Regions from separate parts of the Mus musculus genome. Here region 2 is linked to region 1. A link is a contact called in public Hi-C data. All regions are on one chromosome and are shown on one strand. The core of a region is the stretch at or near the end of the contact, and the rest is flanking DNA. Distances in the headings are between cores, read along the strand shown. Region 1 overlaps Arpc3 (actin related protein 2/3 complex, subunit 3). Region 2 has its middle 34 kb from the start of 1700040P09Rik.

Region 1 (2,636 bases), core at 84-2,583:
ATTCCCACCTGTGTCCCCTTCCCCTTCCCCTTCCTTTTTCTGCCAGGTTATTTGACTTGACTTCCTCTTAAATGAATTTGTTTGCAACACTGGTTGAAATGTAAGTAAATTGAGTAGATCTGGCCATTCACTGCTTCTGAGAAGAAGGAGCAGGTGGGGAAAGACAGCCTTGAGGAGACCTGCAGTACTTAAAAGTTGCTGGCCAGTGAGCCCTGTCACACGGTTACAGATAACACATTGCTCTAGAAGATACAGCCAACTCAGAATGGAGAACATCCTAGCCACCTTCAAGCTGAGTCCTCCAGGGAGAAACAGAACACGTGAGGGTGACTGTCCCTCGTCCCAGAGGGGCTGGAACTGTTGGAGCAGATGTCTGAGATAGGGTTTGTCTGTAGCATGTGGGAGGCCCTGGGTTCGAGCCTCGGCTCTAGAAAAATCCTTTCCTGCTGTGCATGTATCTTTGCGTGCCTCTGTGTGCCAAGCTCTGTGTAGGTCTCCTCCGCCGTCTCCCTTAGGTGCTCTGGAGAAGTTTCCTTTCCTTAGGGGCGGGACGCTAAGGACAGGAAGGTAGAGTTAAAGTTCTGACGCTGACGCGGCCCTCAGAGAAGCACCAGCGAGGCTGTGAGGGAGTGGTAGCCCAGGCCAAGGCTGTCATGTGGTGCTGATGCAGCCAGCTGCTGCACGTCAAACCCGGGAAGTCTGACCTTTCAAAATGAAAAAGAGAGGACAGACTGCCAAAGAGATTGTGTAACGAGATGTGCGTCTGTCACAGAGTGCTCTGGCTTCCCTCAGTTAGTGGCAACTTAGAACCTGCTGGATTTAAGCCATGGTTTTCATAAAAAGAAGGAAATGTCCCCGATGTCCCTAAATAATTTGAGCATTTCTCCTGAGATGACAGTGCGTGGGCTCGAATAAAATTATATCAACACTTGGTTACACTGTGCTCGGGCTAAAGGGAAGGCTCAGAGGTTAAGAGCACTTCCTGCTCCTCCAGAGGACCTACATTGGCCTCACAAGCACCTGTAACTCCGGCTCCAAGGGACCTGGTGCCCTCTGACCTCTGTGGGTATCTGTGCACATGTGGCATACGTACAGACACACATGTAAGGGTTTTGTTTCCTTGGGTTTTTTGAGTTGGTTTGGTTTTGGTTTTGAAGACAGGGTTTCTTTGTGAAGCTCTGGCTTTCTTTGAACTCTTGGAACTCGCCTTGTAGACCAGGGTGGTCTCCAACCAATGGATCTACCTGCCTCTTCCTCCAGAGTGCTGGGAACAAAAGTGGGTACCACCACTGCCGGAATGTGTGCTGCACGGTTCCCTGGGAGCCCAGCAGAGGGCGCTAGATCCCCAGGAACTGAGCCCAGCAGAGCACCTGCAGCGCCTTCCTTGGTTTCCTTTATCCAGGTCTCAATCTTGTGCGGTAGGCTTGGTTGCCTGTGCTCGCCGCCTCTGGGTGTGAGGTTTGCCTTTGGTAATGGTCTCTGCCTTCTCTTGTCTCCCGCTTAGCCAAAGACACGGACATTGTGGATGAAGCCATCTACTACTTCAAGGCCAATGTCTTCTTCAAGAACTATGAAATTAAGGTAACTTCCAAGGAATGCTTAGTTTTCAGAAGGGGATAAAATTCTACCTGGAAGTCAGGTTGCTGTGAGGGCTAAATGGTGAGGGTGACTGTAGGATTTGAGACGAGACCCTGAGGAGGGTGCTGTGTTATAGTTTCTCTTCCTTTCTTGCTTTCTTGCTATCTTGCTTTCTTTATTTCAGATTATTTATTGTAGGCTGGGTGTGGTGGCACACACATTTAATCCCAACACTCAGGAGGCATCCACACAGGTGGATCTATGTGAGTACAGGACCAGCCTGGTCTACAGAGTTAGTTTCAGGATAGCCAGGGCTACACAAAGAAACCTTGTCTTGAAAAACCAAAAAGTCAAACAAGAAAAATTTAATGTGTGTGTGTGTGTGTGTGTGTCTGCGTAGAAGAAGGAGTTAAATCTCATGACTCAAGTTAGAAATGACTACAAACTACCACGTGTGTTGTGGGACAAACCCAGGTCCACTGCAAAAAGCAATCGCTCTGAGCTGCTGAGCCCTCACCTCACCCCTTCGTGCATTTTGATTCTTTCCGTTCTACACTTGTTACCGCTGTGCATGCCAGACGACCCACTGCCTGTTTTTGCAAATAAACCTCACTGGAGCACAGCCGTGCCTGTTTGTTTATGCATTCGCTGTGTCTGTTTTCGCACTGAACCGTGACTGACCAGTCACAACTGGTCATTAGCCACAAAACCTAAACAGCTCATTATCCGGCCTTGTCAGGGTTTGCCAAGCTCCGGTCTAGACGCATCTGTGTGTATTCAGTATTGATTAAGCACCCATGACATACCAGACCCATGTGCCCTGGTCCTTCCTGGGACCTCGCCCTCCTTCCCCTCCCTGAGGAGGGTGAGGAGGGTGGCCAGGGGCCTGGCTATAAAGGGGATGGATGGTACGAGACACACATTTCCTGAGCTACTGTGGTGAGCCAGGCACAAAGAAGGGCAAAGGATGTTCTTGACTGTGCTGTAAACTGTGTGGCTTCACCTTCTGCTCCCCTCAGGGATAGCAGAGTCCATCAGGTGTGGACTCTATCCAGTGC
Region 2 (2,636 bases), core at 40-2,539, 150 kb after region 1:
AGAGTCTGTGTGTTTGGAAAATTCTGTTTATTGTGTATACAACTTTCATTTCCGTAAGGGTTTGAAGGGCCATCTCAGATCACCTGGCTTGGTGGCAAGTCTTTACCTGCTCAGCCACCACGCCTGTCTGGCTATGAGGTTTTTAGAGCAAAAATGAGGTCGTGTAGACTTTACATTTTGTAACTTAGTAAAGAGTCACACACAGAAGATAATACTTATAGATAAGTAAATATTCTCCAGTTCAGAAAGAAGCTGTGTCTCGGCACTTAAAAAAAAAATGGCAAGAGATGTTTATAAAGTAGTAAAAATAATTTTGATTGAATAAATGTAATAAGCATATCTTATAGTCTCGCTTATTATGTTTTGTTTTGTTTGTTTGTTTGTTTGTATTTAAAAAATTACAGATGGTTGTGAACCACCAGATGGGTGTTGGGAATTGAACCCAGGTCCTCTGCAAGAGCAGCCAGTCCTTTTAACCACTGAGCCATCTCTCCGGGCCCCAGATCCATTCTTTAACAAGGTCCTCTAAGTTTATGTTACCAAAAAGAATTTAATGCATGCAATAGTTCAGAGACAGACACCAACTGTTTACAAATAAGTACTGCTTACAACAGACTCTGCACCAAGGCAGCAACTAAGAGCATACATCTTGGATGCAGGCTCTGCCACAGTCATCACCTGGGTCATAGTGTGAAGTCTACCTGGCCTGCCTCATTGTGAGCATCACCTTGCTTCCCCACAGAAACTTCTGGGACTATGCCTGGCACATGCCTGGCACTCAGCAACGGTTCATGCCCTTTCTTCTTTATCATGACTGCAGAGCTCTGGGAGATAGTATCTGCTAATTTGTTGCTTTGTTTAATGAATGCTTTAGTTAAGTCCATCCTTGGATACCACAGTACTGTGCCTGAGCCTCTTTAAGGAGGGAGCTGCATTGCTCTTCAGAGCAGGAAGGCAATCTGCTGCAAGAGCAGCAGCAGACCGGCTTTGCGGTGGCTGGCAGGGCTCCCTCAGAGGTCCCTCCAACAAAGGAAGATGCAGGTGAGTCATTCAAGCACCAGAGCCTGCTGTTCTCTGCTGATCTCAAAGCTACCCACCAAAGTGCTACACTAAACAGCAACTCACAGGGACCGACTGTCACACCCGGAACTCAAGTGGAAACTTAAGACCTCACTGGGAAGCAGGAATTCTTCATTTCCCCGCATATTCTGAATTGTGAATTTCCATAGCAGCAAACCTTAGCTTAGTGACGCAAGGCTTCTGGTTCTAGAAAGGAAATTGTGCAATGACCAGTGACCAGGAAAGTACTCCCAGTTTGCCAAAAGAGGGAGCTTGGGAGCAGAAAGCACGTGTTTGTCCAGGCCTCTCAAAAAACAAAACAAAACAAAAAAAACCCCAAAAAACTACTTATTTGGACTCTGGGTTTTTTTTTTATATAATTATTATTATTTCTTTTGCAAGGACTGGGTAAGAATAAGCCATATTCTTGCCCAGTGAACTTGCTTTGTTTTTTAAAGAAGACGGTCTTAAGACAGAAGAGTCAAACATCAAAACACACAGAGCACCTTTAATGATCCATCTCTACCCTCCCCAGACGAAACAGTCACCACATGCCTAGCTGCCACCGCAAACAACTCTAATTAGACTGCCCTCGTTTAGGGGAGACGGAGGGAGGCCTCGGTCAGCATGAGGACAGAGGTAATTACACTGGTGACAAAGGTGCAGCTCTGTCTCTTTCCTGGCTGCTGGAGACTGTCTGAAGACAGTGCACTACACATGCTTCACACCTCCCACACCACAACAGGGCCCAACTGTGGGCAAGCAGGTTATGGGAAGGCCAAGCATCCAAGTGGGCACCCATTACCTGCTCCCAGAGGCAAACCCCTTTCTGCCAAGCCAGAGGCATGATGTAAGCACCTAGAACTCTTTGTGGGAACAAACCTGTTATTCACCAGCGCTGGGCGAGGACCTGTGTGAGATGAGGTTTCTCTGAGAAACACAGTTATTTTTTAATATAAACTTTGCCTCTGTGAAGACAGATTTTTCTGTGTTACTCATGATGCACCCCCCCCCCCAAATTCAGATCCAAGAATCCTGCCAATTTACACATTTTTAGTTTGAGTGCATATATAGCCTCTTATTTTACTCAAATTATTTTTAAAAATGCTTGTTATCATCTTAGCATTAAAAACTTAAGAAATACACTTGGAAAGTGCATAGACCTTAAAATTTTCCAAAAAAAAAGTATAAATGTCATGCATGCTAAGAATTCAGCAGAATGACAAACATCAATTAAAAACAAGTGTGACTCAATGGCTTGTTTTAGAATTGCTGCCTGCTGAATTAAAAAGCAAGGCAGCAGCCAGCAGCAGCCTGAGGGAAAGCTAGCCGGTTCACAGTCTCTGGGTCCTTTCCCTTCACTCTCCAGTGTTCTGAGGTCTTCTAGCTTGCTCCCCAGCACTGCAAAGTGTGACCTTGAATTCAGCCAATTGTAACAGGAAGTACATCCGACTTCTAGATTCTTCTTAAAGGGCATATTTACAGGATTATTTCCTGAACCAATAGTGAGCAAGAGGGCGTTGCCACTGACAGTCAAAGTCCTCACAACAGCTAGCAGCCCAAGCCCCAGAGAAGGA

Evidence for each region. Hi-C and Micro-C count contacts between places; a contact is called where the count stands out from the background.
Region 2: a Hi-C map of uterus shows a contact between it and region 1, with 2.0 times the contacts expected there. The contact joins two enhancer-like sites. A contact is called at or near these places in 1 of 39 promoter capture datasets (the SN4741 cell line), 8 of 484 Hi-C or Micro-C datasets (the Ba/F3 cell line, Sertoli cells, cumulus cells and 4 more), 1 of 115 datasets of contacts at active chromatin or transcription factors (the NIH/3T3 cell line) and 1 of 9 other capture datasets (adipose tissue).

What each region holds. Positions count from the first base shown.
Region 1 is chr5:122,400,143-122,402,778 of GRCm38.p6, forward strand. It overlaps Arpc3 (actin related protein 2/3 complex, subunit 3), which reads left to right. Exons shown (of 7, transcript NM_019824.4): 3 at 1,505-1,581. Among named protein-coding and RNA genes, the nearest start is that of Gm32853, 8.2 kb to the left of the region's middle. Within about 2 kb of position 1,334, at least 74 of the 459 cell types and tissues checked have an H3K27ac peak or open chromatin away from gene starts, as enhancers often do. A contact at or near this core is called in adipose tissue and uterus, where this site is marked.
Region 2 is chr5:122,546,327-122,548,962 of GRCm38.p6, forward strand. It overlaps a transcript of Ift81 not described here. Among named protein-coding and RNA genes, the nearest start is that of 1700040P09Rik, 34 kb to the left of the region's middle. Within about 2 kb of position 1,290, at least 154 of the 459 cell types and tissues checked have an H3K27ac peak or open chromatin away from gene starts, as enhancers often do. A contact at or near this core is called in adipose tissue and uterus, where this site is marked.